Regions from separate parts of the Mus musculus genome. Here all the other regions are linked to region 4. Evidence: chromatin contacts called from public HiChIP or PLAC-seq and promoter capture Hi-C data. All regions are on one chromosome and are shown on one strand. Each heading gives the region's core, a stretch centred on a gene start, on an enhancer-like site or on the middle of the called end of the contact. The rest is flanking DNA. Distances are from core to core; before and after follow the strand shown.

Region 1 (2,700 bases), core at 135-2,634, 680 kb before region 4:
AGACCTCAGGGAGCCCTAGGCCCTCCGGGGCAGAGGGAAAGTGAGGGGCAGGGGAAGAGACAGACTTTCAGGGCTTGTAGGTCCCTGGGGAACATGGGTCAAGGGGGACTCTGACATCTTAGGAGGATTAGGGCATCATTATGCCATGGACAAGGAAATGGGGCTATGGCCTGCTGAGGGGTCACTCTCTAGGTTTGTCCTTTGGGACCAGGGAAGGGATTGTTTCTTCTCATGGAAAACACACACACACACACACACACACACACACGCACGCCGCCACCACCACCACTACCCAACACAACTGTTAGGTCAGAAAGCTTCCCAGAGCCACCCAAGGGTGCAATGGGGTATGTGTGGAGATGGGGGCAGGCTGCGAAAGGGGCCAGAAAGAGAGGCTTCCAGGGCCCCTCTTTTTCCAGCAGCAGTTGAAAAACTTGGCTTCCTTCGTGAAAATCCAATAAAATCAGCCTGTGACTCACCTCTCCCATCCCCTGTTGTTTTTCAGCTCTCCAACAGGTCTCACGAATTTGTCTCTCTTTTTTTTTTCACCCCTGTTCTAAAATATCTGAAGCTCAAAAGATGGCAAGGTTTATATGGAATAAAAACAAAACAAAAAACAAACAAACAAACAATCTCCCCCTCTACCTCCATCCCAATCTTAGCCTACAGGATTAAAGCAGACTTTCTTTACTTCTGTTTCCCAAAGAATTCAATTAAAACCAAACCTCAAACAGCCCAGCACTCCTCACTGACCTGGGCTGAAAGGTTGAAACACCCTAAGGCTTTCTCCTCCCTTCCCTTCCCCACCCCTGCCCCCACCCCCACAAAGCATCCTGGGATGCTATCAGCAGTCTATTGTACAGGCAGGCATTCTTTGATCAGTCTCCTTCCCCCTTTGTAGGGCTGGAAACTGAGGCTGAGGAAAGACAATGTACTTAAAGCTCTTGGCTAATCTTCCATATTGAAATGCAAAGGGTAGTGGGGGCATGGTGGGGCACGCACTTGCAGGCATACACACACCCTTAATTCCAGCACTTAGGAAGCAGATGCAGGCAAAATTCAGAGTTTGAGGCTAGCCTCTTCCATCTGTCTGAAAGAATTGAAAAGAAGAAAGGAAAAAAACAAAACAAAACAACAACGAAATAACCCCAACAACAACAACTTGGAACTTAGACCTTTTTCTGGTTCTGGGGTAATTTTGCTCTTCCCAAAGAACGTGTGGCAATATCTAGAGACAGCTTTTAGTTGTCACAGTTGAGCCTGGTTCCCTGGAGGAGTTAAGGAGACTGTTCAATATCTTGCAAAGGACTGGACAAACACCCTAAAGGACTACTCAGCCATGGCACATCAACTGTTGAGAACAGAGTCACCACCCCACCCCCTCCCGACCCCTCTGGCCCCACAGGCAACCCAGGATTTCAGGAGAATAAATACAAGCCCACACCACACAGAGAGAGAGAGCTAGCAAGATAAGTACCAAGATGTCTCCACTTGTTTATCTCCTGCTGTAAGGAAGATTTCTTTTCATGTCTCTTTCTCATGGTTTCCTGTACGGTTGGAATTTTTAAAGAAAGAATGTGCATGTATCATTTTTATAATCAGAAAAAGAAGAGCTGTTTTCATTTTGCAAAAATGAAAAAGGGCTTTAGGACTTATCGATTCTGACCCAGGCCCCTCACTAACTAGCTGTCAGGAACAGCTATCTGGAAAATGTGTGCACCGAAAAGGTGAGGGTGAGTGCCTATAGGAATACGGAGTAACATTATCCTGGGAAGCTCTCTGAGCTCTTTCTCTCTCTCTCTCTCTCTCTCTCTCTCTCTCTCTCTCTCTCTCTCTCTCTCTCTCTCTCTCTCGTGCATTTCCCCTCTGAAATTGTGTGTGTGCTTTGTAGCATAGAAATCAGGGAGACTCAGGGAGGGTCCATCTGTGCCAGCTACCTGACTAGTGACGGACACAGGATACACCCAGCATCCTCCCAGCCCTTAGGAAATGTGGAGAAGATATTTCCAATGCTCCAAGGTAGCTATCAGTTCCTGCATAATTTTGATTTTTATCTCAGAATTGGGCTAGGGCTGGATTTCTATACAGAGAGCCACTGACCATTTAGGTGAGATCATTCTTAATTGTAGAGACCGTTGCTGGGCTAGTGAGATGCTTAGCAGTGTCCTTGGCCTGGCTTCCCATTAGATGCTAATAGCACTCCCAACCCCCATCCACCCCAGCAAGAGTGAGAAACCTAAAATGTCTCCAGATTTAAGGGCAAATGTCCTGTGGGGGCGCCCAAGGTCACAGCTGGTACAGACCCCTCGGCTCCAGCCTGCCTGATGTTTCAGAAAAAAGACTTCATAAAGATGACAGTCCCCCATGTCAGGATCCTGCTTGCTGCATTTCTGAGTCACTGCCTGTGTTTCTCTGTCTTTAAAAATCTTCCATTTGTGTCTGCCCCCTTGGAAACAGCCCTGCACCCAAATGTGAGCCTCTTGGTGGTCTGAAAAGCCCTGTTAAGCCCCATCAAAGCCTAAGTCTAGAACTCTGGTTATTCCTGCAAACACTGACAGGGCCGATGGGAGCCATAGACAGGAGCCACTGAACACAGAAAAACAAACCCCTTGTTTCCTAGGATTGCGCACATCCACCAACTAATTGCGAGAAGACCAGGAGAGATGCTGCGGGGCCACTTTTCACGCCACAGCCTAAATC
Region 2 (2,700 bases), core at 35-2,534, 520 kb after region 4:
GGTGGGGCCACCGTCGTTCCTGAGCGCAGCTGTCCTCAAGTGCTCAAAGTCCTCGGGCAGGGGCAAAGGACTCCTGGCCTGCCTGGGGCTCAGTGGCAGCTGATAAGAAATCAGATAGAGCTTGAAGCCCGGGCAGACAAGGGGTCGCCCTCTCCCCTCTTCCCCAGTCTCCTGTCCCCTCCCACCTCCCCTGGGCTGCAGAACAGCTCTCAAACTGTGACCTTGTGACCATAGGCTAGTGATCTCAACTCTGGAGCCTCAGTTTCCCCATCTGTCAACCGAGGGTCTCCGGGCTATCAGCGGTGAGCAACCATGGCAACTGCACCTGTGCTGCCTCTGTTAGGTTTTTTATTCTTGTTTTTCGTTTGTTTGTTTTAATGCACAGTCGCTATCCTCAGACACACCAGAAGAGGGCATTGGATCCCATTACAGATGTCTGTGAGTCACCATGTATTTGCTGGGAATTGAACTCAGGTCCTCTGGAAGAGTTGTCCGTGCTCTTAACGGCTGAGTCATTTTAAGCTAGGGGCTGGCCAGGTCACACCCACCCACAGCAGCCTACCTGGGTCTCTCTCCCCTCATAGACACTGGGAAGAAAGCCTATGAACCTCTGACTGGCCAACAGACTCCCCAGGTGCCTGGATTCCAAGGGAGTGACAATCACTGTTCTCACTTCACTAGTGGGTTATAGGTCAAGACACATTCCTCGGTCCCTGTACAGTGGGCGGAGACACATCCCTCTGCAATGTACGATGGGCGGAGACACAGCCCTCCTCTGTGTACAGTGGGCGGAGACACAGCCCTCTGCAGTGTACGGTGGGCGGAGACACAGCCCTCCTCTGTGTACAGTGGGCGGAGACACAGCCCTCTGCAGTGTACAGTGGGCAGAGACACAGCCCTCCTCTGTGTACGGTGGGCGGAGACACAGCCCTCCTCTGTGTACGGTGGGCGGAGACACAGCCCTCCTCTGTGTACGGTGGGCGGAGACACAGCCCTCCTCTGTCTACAGTGGGTGTACCTTAACTAAATGTGTTCCTCCTTCCTCACAGCCCTTTTTCATCTTGTTTGTGGGGCTTAAAGGTTTATTTTAGCCAGTGTTGTGTAGCCCAAGCTGGCCTCGTTGTGTAGCAGAAGATGACTTTGAACTTCTGAACCTCCTGCTTCCATCTCCTGATGTCAGGACACGACACCACAGCTAGTTTTATGTGGCACTGAGGGTCTGACACAGAGGCTCGTGCATGCTAAGCAACCACTCTACCAACCAAGCCATAGCCTCAGCCTCTTCCTGTCTTCTTCAAAATGAATGGGAGGGAGGGAAGCTCTGGCCCTTCCTCCCCCCCTCCAACCCCAACCCTCTACTGCTCTGCCCTCCGCCTCATCGTTCTCTGCTCCCTCAGCAATGCATTTCCTCCCCCCGACACCCCCCATGTAAGGGCAGATGGTGGAGACAGAGCCAAGACCTGTGTTGCAGAGTGCCCCTGCTCACAGCATAGCTGACTGAAGAGTTCTGGTCTGATGTACTACCAGCCCCCAAACCCAAACTCAACCCATGGTGAGTTTCTAATGAATAGCCACATGTCAGCACCTAGAGCATCGTGCACACATGACAGCAGCACACAGTAGGTGCTTGGCAAATACTCCTTAAGCAATTGAAAAGAGCCAGTAGTAATTGTTCCCATTTGACAGACAGTAAACTGAGGCTAGTTGGAAAGGATCAGAGTTCAACTCTTAGATCTAGAAGGAACCCAAGTTTGGGTGAAAGGTCCCACCCATGGTCAGAGGCAATGCTCAAACTCAGTTTCACAGGGCTCCTATCTCTGCTCAGTAGCCTCACAGGCCAAAGGCTATCATATAACGTGTGGTCTGACATAACTCACACAGCCTCTCTGAGCCTTGGTGTTCACGTCTATAAAACAGAAAACAGGCCTGCTTGCATGTGGGCACAGGTGCCTCAGCTTGTCCAATTCCCACTTACCTGCTGCCCACCCAGCCCCCCACTCCTAGGTCCCAGCGCTGGGAAGCTTTGGCTCTGGGCCCTCACTTAGATATGTCTTGTCCGGCTCATTACTTGAAAGGACAAGCTTATTTGAGAGCTGGGGAGTTCGTTCAGAGAGCCCGGGGCCCACGGTCTGGGGAATCACATTACTTTTCTCCATTTCCATCCTTCTTTGGAAAGGTGGCAGGCAGACACACTGGCCGGCGCTTCTGCCGAGCACAGGGCCAGCATCCACAAATCCCCAAGCCCAATCACAAATCTTTCTCCTATTTAAAAACCAGAGTGAATGGCTGCACAGTAGCTTGCTCCCCAGTGAAACCCAGAGAGCACATCTCAGCCTCAGCAGTGGCTTGGCAGGAGCCACACCCCAGAGCTTGTCCCACTGGTGGTGTGTGTCCTGCTGTCCATCCTCCAGCTTCTCCAGGCTTGTGATTCCTCAAGCACTAGAACCTGCAACCCAGTCACACTCTGTCTTGTCGGGGAGCAAGTGTCATGACCCCAAAACCACAGGTACATTTCTCAGTAATATGCAGGAGGCTCCAAAGGGACATGCCTCAGTGTTGGGTGGAGGTATGGAGGGGGGCGTCTGTCAATCACAGAGATATTTAGGAAAAAAAAAAAAAAGCAGGTCTCCTCCAGTAGAAGGATTCATCTCAGAACCCCCTAAGGAAAGCAAGCATCTTGTAGGCAAGGTACGGAGGGCC
Region 3 (2,842 bases), core at 240-2,739, 860 kb before region 4:
CCTCCAAGGACACCCAGACTCATGCACACATATAACATATAGGCACACATAGACGACACATTATTTAAAGTGTATATTTTGTTAATTTTAAAACTCCACTCATTCATTTGCTCGTTATCTGTGCCAGGGATTGAACTTGGGACCGTGAGCACACTGAGTACACACTCTCCCGATAAACGCTGCTGCCCTATTGTGCTCTTCACTAGACCTTGCCTGTGGGATGCCATAGAATCGCCAAGACCAATTGTCCCCTTCCTGCGAGAGAGAGCCCATGTGGAACCCACGTGGGAGGCGACACTCCCCCAGAGTGGACCGAAGGGCTCTAAGGTCAATGCATGGTCACTACTGGGGAGAACTGGCTTAGGGAACTCAGGTCTCTGCCTGGGCCTTGGGAGGCCCTCATTCCTACCAGGCTACTTACCACCCAGCAGAAGGGAGAGGTTGCCATGACCCCCCAGGATGAAAGATTTCAACATACAGATGCCAGTGTTCATTTGCCTCCGTGACTACTTTATAGCAACAGGGAACAAAACTCTTGCGTTGTTAAGGGTAGCCCCAAGTTTGCTTCTGAGGTCTTGTTCTGCTCTCTGACAGGAGGTATCCAGCAGGCTTTTGAGTCTTGTTGGAATCCTGGGTGATCTGGAAAGGCAGGCAGCAAGACAGCCATTATGATTTCTGACTGCCCCTATCCACAGACAGAGGAATGGCTGTAGCCCCACTGGCCATCGCGCATCAGGAATCTCACACCCACCACCTGGAGAGAGCCTGAGATAAAACACCAGGGGATGTTTCTTACAGAAGAAGAGATAGCTTTGTGGCCTGGGACTGCTGACAATAGCTCACGGGGCACAGGGGGAAGGGGAAATTCTCCCATTACGAAACCTAGGCTGGCCAGGTCCCACTTCTTTCTCAGTTCCTCATCTTGGAAGAGTCTGGTTAGCAGGGACCCTTTCCAGAACCCCAGGGACTCACGATATATGTGCCAAGTGAAAAAAAAGAAAAAAAAGAAAAAAGAAAAGAGTAATCCTGGAAGGATCCTTCTCTGTGAAGGAGAGCTGTCTCTTCAGGAAAAGCCTGGGTCTTGGGGGGTGGAGAGGAGGGGCTCAGAAAGCCAGGCTAGAGTCCAATGCTGGGTATGACCCACACCTTCTTCCAGCCTCAGGATATCTCTGTGCGCTCCTAGGGAGACCTAACCTAATGGGACACTGCACCACACTCCAGAGCAGAGAAACAAAAGAATCTGGGCTGAGTGGGCCAATGGAAGCCTGCTGAGCCCTACCCTGCTCCAGGATGCCTGGGTCTCTGAATAGTAAACTTAAGTTTTGCTGTCAGTCCGTGTTATCACAATGGCTGGTGGCACTGTCAGGTCTGGGGTCTGGTTGTGTGACCCCAGGTTCTGCTGATCCGGTTGTTTGATTCCTAGTGAGGCAGATTATCTCCTGGGGGCTGCCGAGCGGGGCGGGGCGGGGGCAGGAGCAGCGGGGAAGGCCCCGCCCTCGGGGTGTGTCCAACTTGGGCGCCTCCTAAAGGACCGGGCGGGGCGTCCCGAGCGCGTGGGCCTGCGGGTCGGGTCAAGAGGTCGAAGGTGCTGCGCGTGATCCAGGATCCGAATTGGCCCGGAGCAGGAGCATGGCGTCGTCGGGGTCGGTGCAGCAGCTGCCCCTGGTGCTGCTGATGTTGCTGTTGGCGAGTGCGGCACGGGCCAGACTCTACTTCCGCTCGGGCCAGACTTGCTACCATCCCATTCGCGGGGACCAGCTGGCTCTGCTGGGGCGCAGGTGGGCGCGGGGCTGTGCCTAGGGAGGAAAAGGGTCAACTTCTAGGCCAGGCGCGCACCCCCTGACACTTGGGACCTTGCCCCATCCTCCCTCATTAGGCCTGGGAAGCACAAATCCCATCCCTTCCTTTTGGGATGATTTTCACATCCGGGGAGCTCTGGGGTTTGCTGGTTTGGGCAGTTCTCGCCTCTACTGCCTTTGTTAGTGAGCATTAGCGTATTTCGGAGATGCTCTGTCACATTCAGCTTCCAATAGTCCTGGGTTCTGCTGGTGGCTCTTCTGGGTCAAGTTCTGAACCGACCACAGTTTGGGAAGAAGGCCAACAGGAGAAATGACTGGATTTGTGGCCCTGGTGGGGGTAGGGAGAGGGGAGGCCCTATGCGTTCCAGAGTTGGTTTCCATTGCCATGATGTCCTCCCAGGACTTATCCTCGGCCGCATGAGTACCTGTCCCCAGCGGATCTCCCCAAGAATTGGGACTGGAGAAATGTGAACGGTGTCAACTATGCCAGCGTCACCAGGAACCAGCACATCCCACAGTACTGTGGTTCCTGCTGGGCCCACGGCAGCACCAGTGCCATGGCAGGTAGGTGGCCTGGCGCTCCATGCTAAGCCTAGGGCAGGGCCAGTATCTTGGCCAGGTGGGTGGCTGCACTTCACCATCCAATCTACCTTTAGGTGAGCCATGATAGCCATAGCCCGGGGCTACAGGGGCCCATGGCCCTGTACCATGATTCAGACTTGGATTTCCCCTCAGCCAGAGTGAGGTGGCTGTGTCATTCTGGAGTTCTCTCCTGTGGGCCTACTAGGGCCTCTGTGGGACAGGCTTGGGCTGGAATCTGGTGACAAGTGGCTCCCAGGAACCTTCCCTTCCTCAGAACTTGTGACTTCAGCCATTGAGAACCATGGGACCGGTGTTGCAAAATCACTGAGTTCACAGTTGGTTTGTGGGGCGTGGAAGTGAAACTGCTTCTCAGTAGCAGCTGGCATTTGAGGTGAACATGTTCCCCAGTACGAAATGGCCCCCCCAGCTCTCTTCTTCGAACCTTAGCCTGGCCGCCCAAG
Region 4 (2,700 bases), core at 145-2,644:
TGTGTGCTGCGTGTCTACAGTAAGAACACGAGGCACGCTGCAGGGCCTCTGCAGCAAAACAAGCTTCTACTGCTCAGGTAATGGAAACTTATCAAGTCTGTTGGTCTAAAAGGAGGGAAAATTATTCTCAGCTAGAATCTTGGATCCTTTATAGAGCATAATTTTCTAGAAAGAAGAGCAAAAACACCAGGCAGTCATGACACACGCCTTTAATCAGAGCACTCGGGAAGCAGAGGCAGGCAGATCTCTGATTTTGAGGTCAACCTGGTCTACAGAGTGAGTTCCAGGGCACTCAGGGCTACACAGAGAAACCCTGTCTCAAAAAACAAAACAAAACAAAACAAAACAAAACAAAACAAAAAAATCCCACAAACAAAAGACAAATAATAAAGATAAAAATAACTATTTAGTGTTCTGAGGTAGAATCTAGGTACTGAAATGAAATTGTTCACTTATGACAAGACCAGCCTCCTATCAAGACTGTGGCTACAAGACAGCTGCTGGGGGGGGGGGGGGGAGTTCTGTTCCTGGGTGGAGCCTTGGGATCAATACTCAGTACTGCAGAAAAAGAAAAAAGAAAAAAAAAAAAAAGAAAGACTGTAAGACCCCAGCCTGTTCACTGTACACATTATAATTATCCATCATTTAGAATGAGCCTCTCTGATATAAAAGGATTAAACCACCGTCCCTTTATGTCACCTTGAACTGCATGTGCCTCTGCCCCCAAGTGAGTGGGTGGCCTGGACCACCATGCCTTAGACCAAATTTGTGTAACTGCTATACAAACTATTTTTCAAGCTTCTATTTTGTTCGTGGTAACAACAGAGTTTTTGAAGGGCGTTCTGGCTCCCTGCCCGTTCCATGGTGCTTCCTCTAGCCCCTAAAGGCCTTGCTTTGGGTCTGGTGGTATTTGAGGGCCTACACCCTCCCAACCCTGCGGTTTGAGCTTCCCCTGAAAAGGTTTAAGCCTAGCCTTCCCATCAGATGTGTTCCATACTTTTCTCCCTCCGAGGATGTCACAACGTCAGGGCACACGGGTTTGATGCCATTTCCACCCAAGCCTCTGCCTGTTCCAGCGTGGCCCAGGTTAGCTTGGATTGCTATGTTCCTAAAAGCACACGGCAGCAAGCCTGTCGACCACCTTAGAAACTGTGGACCCAGCGTTTCTCCCTAACCATGCAGACTGCCCTGAACAGACAAGAGGTTCCCCACAGGGCTAGCAGGCTGGCGAGGACCGCGGAGGAGGCTGGGGGGGGGGGGGGGGAGCAGTCTCCGGAAGCGCGGGCGCCCCTCTCCTGTCCCGGGGGCCCCAGGCGGGGGCGGCGATGACGCGCGGGATGACGCGGGCCATGCGGAGGGCGGCAGACGTGGCGGGGGCGGGCGCGCGTCCGCCGAAACGGCAGGGGGACGACCCCAAGGCGGGCGCGCGCCACACTCAGCCCTCCAGCAGGGCCCGCGCACAGGTTAGGGGGCACACAGGGGACCCGCTTGCCTCCACCGTGTCGCCAGACTTGACTCCTGACGTCTATGTCCTGCGGGTGAAGCTGGAGGAGACTGGGGAGCTGTTCCGCGTGGCCAACTGCCGCAACGACATGACAGTGCGGGAGCTCAAAGAAGAGCTGGACCTGATGGTCGGCATCCCCTTCAACCTGCAGCGGCTGCATTTCCTGGACCGAGGTGGCCCCTGCCCGACCCCTTCCCGCACCCCATGAGCTCCTCCCACTCAATGGCCCCCCCCCCCGGCCCACTCCTGCCCTGGGTCCCCATGACACTCGTAACTGCCAGAGAATCCAAGGTGACCAAGTCAAACCCAACCACTCGAGCCCCATCTAGAACGGCCCCTTGGAGCGCTGGCCACTCAAGGGCTCCTAACTCCAAGCACATGGGTGGGTGTCTTATTAACCCCAAATATATAGGTGAACCTCATTCACAAGCATTGTGTCTGTCGCAGGCTGTGGTCTGCCAACCTTGAGCAAGTCCAGGCTGCTCAGAACCTCAACTCTCAAAACCACAAGACCTTCTGGGCAGCCTCTTGTCTTCCTTAGGGAGCCCAGGCCCCCAAGACAACCATGTCTACCTAAGACTTCACTCTTGAAACAAAACTAGGTCTTAGTAGACCCTACCACTACCAAATCGAGGACAGGCCTTTCCCCCCATGAGAACCTGGATCCAAACCAAACCCTAAGTGGTGGATACCAAATTCTCTAGTTAGCCTGTCTATGCGAGCATTTCAGAAGCTGGGACAAACCTTGTTGGCCTCAGGTCCCCAAAGGCAGAGGACATCTGCCTAAGATTGAACCCCAAATCTCCAAGCTGAAAATAACTAGCTCAGAGCCCCAACCCTAAAACTCAAACCAACCGTGTCCATACATGTCTGCACAAACACAGAAGAAGCCATCTGGACCTGGGACCCTCAAGACCCAGGACAAAGTCGACCAAGACTGAACTTGGTTTCTAGGCTAATGACCACTGCCTCGGGAACCCATGTCCTCCATCCCCACTGGCTATCCAGAGATACTAAACAAAATCCTACCCACCTTAGGAAACCCCAAATCCAGGCCAAGCATGACCAGATCTATTTTAGGTGACCCCAAGATTCCATCAACTGTGTCTACATAGAGATGCTAGAACTCAGATCAAACTTTCCCCTCCTGGAACCCCAAACCCAGAATAAAGCTGAGTGCCCAGATCTCATTCCCA
Region 5 (2,700 bases), core at 71-2,570, 990 kb before region 4:
AAGGCCCATCACATTTAAGCCGGCTGCATAGCATCGCACAGCCAGAGAGTAGTCTCACACCCACGTCCAGGCCTGGCTGAGTGCTACCCTCATGTTACTGAGCGTCGAACAGCCTCCTTCCCTCTCTAAGTCTCCATTTCCCTTCCTGCCAAGGGAACACAGGAGCAGGGGGCTGGAGGTTGCTAAGCCCTGTCTTGCTGGGGTGAAATCTCAATAGCTAACTTCAAACTCTTCTCGGGACCTATCAGTGGCCCTGCTTCCTGCTGCTTCCTGCTGCTTCCTGAGGCTTCCTGGCTGTGCAATCTTCTCCTGCTGTGGGATGGGCCAGGATGAGGGTATTGCTTCCTGCTGCTCAGCTTACAGCTCCCAATTCAGATGATACTTGCTTCTGATAGGCCATCAAGGGAATGAAGGCAAGATGCTGGGGAAGGGCTTAACCCCCCTCCTCATTTTTTATAGTCCTTCACCTTCCCAGATTTCAATTCGCAACCCTGTTGTCAAGGCAACACTAGGTTTCTCTTTCTGCATTCTAACGGCTCAGTGGAAGTAACCATAGCAACAAGAATACCTTGTGCTTTAAAGCCACTGAAACCCCGCCCCGAGCCCCCCCCCCCGCCCCCCCCCCAAAGCTTCAGGACTTTACCTTACATTATGTTTGGGCAACTTTTACCACAGCAGTAGTACCTGCTTGGTGCCCAATAAGCCTAATGAGTGATATCTGCAATAGTTAGCTTTTGCCAAGTAACAAACAACCCCAAAGCCTCATAACCTCAGACAGTTAGCATTTCTCCTATCTCTGAAGGTCAGCTACATGGTCCCTCTGGGGTCAGCTACACACACAAGTGTAACTCTGCTGAGCCACCCATCTTGGCAGAGCTCTTAGGTATCTGATTGTGGGCTAATACCTTACAATATCAAAATTCTCTCCCCCCAAAAAAGTTTTCATGCTAAGCAGCTGGCCCAGGCTCTTTCGGCCAAAGGCAAGAGGTTCATGGAGAGCGGCAGAGGCAGGGAGGGCATTCAAACAGGCTGAAGTCCACAGGTATGGAGATGTCTTGGTAAAACATCTGTCACGTGCCTCAGTCAAGACAGTCCTAGGCCTGGACTGCTAAAAGTAGTAAAGAGACAGAATCCACTGTTGGAGAAAATGGAGGTCTGAGGTGGGAGGGAGGTAGAGGGTTACTAATGTCTTCTTAGACATCTTCCACGTTAACTTTGATGGTTTTGAGGAGGCCCGTTGCCATCTGCATGGGACCCAAGTTCAGTAGCCACAGAGCAGCCTTGGTAAAGAGGAAGCAGAAGTTTAGGGATTCTCGGCTTTCTCATCTCTTCTAGAGAAAGTGTTTCAGGCTTCCAGTTCCTCATGAGCAGTGGTTACTTCTGTGTGAGCTAAACAGTCCATTTGAGCCATAGACTGAGAACACAGTCCCCACTCACCCCCAGGGAAAGGACACAGAGTGCCAGAGGACATCATTCCCACCACCACCAGCCAAGACATAGACCCAGGACCCCAGCCTAGGATAATGGTTGATTTGTCAAGAAGAGGAACCAGGGATAGCTGAGAAGGTTAACCATTTTCCTCTGGTAAAATGCTGGCAATTAGCCAGGCAGTGGTGGCACATGCTTTTAATCCCAGCACTCGGGAGGCAGAGGCAGGTGGATTTCTGAGTTTGAGGCCAGCCTGGTCTACAGAGTGAGTTCCAGGACAACTAGGGCTACACAGAGAAACCCTGTCTCAAAAAATAAATGAATAAATAAAACAAAACAAAAAAACAGAAAATGCTGACAATTTTTAGGGTTCTGTCAAAACTATTTAAAAAACAAGTTTTAGTGCTGAGAATGGACCACAGTTGGCAGAGTGGCAACCTAAGGGGATGAGACCTGGGCTTGTTCCCAGGACTGCATAAACTAGGTTTGCTGCTGCCTGTAATGGCAGCACTTTGAGACAGAGACAGGAAAATTAGAAGTTCAAGGTTATCCATGGCTACATAATGAGTTCAAGGCCTGCTTGGATAACTGAGAACCTATCTGTTTGTTGTGTTGTGTTTTGTTTTGTTTTGTTTTGTTTTGTTTTGTTTTGTTTTGTTTTGTTTGAGTCAGGGTCTCCCTGTGTAGTCCTGGCTGTTCTAGAACTCACTCTGTAGAACAGATTGGCCTCCAACTCAAAGATCCGCCTGCCTCTGCCTCTCGACTGCTGGGATTAATGGTGTGTGCCACCACAACCCAGCAAGAACCTGTTTTAAAAATAAATAAATTCTTAAATGAGTAAAAACCTGAGACACATCAACAGTCCTAACCCTAGGCTGAGATTACAAAAACCATCCTCCTCTTGGCCATGAAGTTGTCTCCTTCCCCTGACTGTGGAGGCCCACTGGTCTCCAGGAGCCAAGCTTCACGCCTGCATGAGACATACCAGCAGCCCGACAGTGTGCTGAAAGCCATGATACTTTACTGTTTGCTTCCCACAGCACCGGGACCAACCTCAGTTTATAAAGTTTAGCTTCCTGTTATTATCCCAAGATTCTTATGACGGCAAGTGACAGGAATCAACTGACCATTTCTGATCAACTCAGGATCACTGGGTTCCTTCCCGAAGACAAATGTAGTTACGGCCTCAGTATGTCTTCCCAGTGCTTGAACAACCAACTAGAGAATGAAGACGGTGAGAGAGAAGATGCTTGTTGCTCGAGCACCAGAGAG

What was found. Promoter capture Hi-C pulls out the DNA fragments that hold promoters and counts their contacts. HiChIP or PLAC-seq counts read pairs in DNA pulled down with a chosen protein or histone mark.
Region 1: a contact with region 4 is called in an H3K27ac HiChIP or PLAC-seq map of trophoblast stem cells, with 13 times the contacts expected there. The contact joins the enhancer-like site here to the promoter of Ankrd60 in region 4. A contact is called at or near these places in 11 of 39 promoter capture datasets (the C10 cell line, the HPC-7 cell line, cranial neural crest and 7 more), 6 of 484 Hi-C or Micro-C datasets (the BV-2 cell line, DN3 thymocytes, the G1E-ER4 cell line and 3 more), 17 of 115 datasets of contacts at active chromatin or transcription factors (craniofacial prominence, embryonic basal ganglia, embryonic forebrain and 9 more) and 3 of 9 other capture datasets (adipose tissue, liver and macrophages).
Region 2: a contact with region 4 is called in an H3K27ac HiChIP or PLAC-seq map of regulatory T cell precursor, with 9 times the contacts expected there. The contact joins the enhancer-like site here to the promoter of Ankrd60 in region 4. A contact is called at or near these places in 4 of 39 promoter capture datasets (the 3T3-L1 cell line, hippocampal neurons and liver) and 3 of 115 datasets of contacts at active chromatin or transcription factors (large pre-B cells, regulatory T cells and regulatory T cell precursor).
Region 3: a promoter capture Hi-C map of liver shows a contact between it and region 4, with 2.8 times the contacts expected there. The contact joins the promoter of Ctsz here to the promoter of Ankrd60 in region 4. A contact is called at or near these places in 9 of 39 promoter capture datasets (the 3T3-L1 cell line, the SN4741 cell line, cranial neural crest and 6 more) and 3 of 115 datasets of contacts at active chromatin or transcription factors (bone marrow-derived dendritic cells, large pre-B cells and neural tube).
Region 5: a contact with region 4 is called in a promoter capture Hi-C map of hippocampal neurons, with 3 times the contacts expected there. The contact joins the enhancer-like site here to the promoter of Ankrd60 in region 4. A contact is called at or near these places in 6 of 39 promoter capture datasets (the 3T3-L1 cell line, 3T3-L1-derived adipocytes, embryonic stem cells and 3 more), 1 of 484 Hi-C or Micro-C datasets (the G1E-ER4 cell line), 1 of 115 datasets of contacts at active chromatin or transcription factors (embryonic stem cells) and 2 of 9 other capture datasets (adipose tissue and embryonic stem cells).

Annotation. Positions count from the first base shown.
Region 1 is chr2:174,259,760-174,262,459 of GRCm38.p6, reverse strand. No RefSeq gene overlaps it. Among named protein-coding and RNA genes, the nearest start is that of Mir296, 6.0 kb to the left of the region's middle. Within about 2 kb of position 1,384, at least 22 of the 459 cell types and tissues checked have an H3K27ac peak or open chromatin away from gene starts, as enhancers often do. A contact at or near this core is called in embryonic stem cells and trophoblast stem cells, where this site is marked.
Region 2 is chr2:173,055,120-173,057,819 of GRCm38.p6, reverse strand. No RefSeq gene overlaps it. Among named protein-coding and RNA genes, the nearest start is that of Gm36417, 5.2 kb to the left of the region's middle. Within about 2 kb of position 1,284, at least 102 of the 459 cell types and tissues checked have an H3K27ac peak or open chromatin away from gene starts, as enhancers often do. A contact at or near this core is called in regulatory T cells and regulatory T cell precursor, where this site is marked.
Region 3 is chr2:174,437,686-174,440,527 of GRCm38.p6, reverse strand. It overlaps Ctsz (cathepsin Z), which reads left to right and starts at 1,489. Exons shown (of 6, transcript NM_022325.5): 1 at 1,489-1,778; 2 at 2,200-2,363. The coding sequence starts at 1,630.
Region 4 is chr2:173,576,967-173,579,666 of GRCm38.p6, reverse strand. It overlaps Ankrd60 (ankyrin repeat domain 60), which reads left to right and starts at 1,394. Exons shown (of 4, transcript NM_027303.2): 1 at 1,394-1,677. The coding sequence starts at 1,593. It also overlaps the pseudogene Ppp4r1l-ps.
Region 5 is chr2:174,562,726-174,565,425 of GRCm38.p6, reverse strand. No RefSeq gene overlaps it. Among named protein-coding and RNA genes, the nearest start is that of Gm46781, 43 kb to the left of the region's middle. Within about 2 kb of position 1,320, at least 59 of the 459 cell types and tissues checked have an H3K27ac peak or open chromatin away from gene starts, as enhancers often do. A contact at or near this core is called in hippocampal neurons, where this site is marked.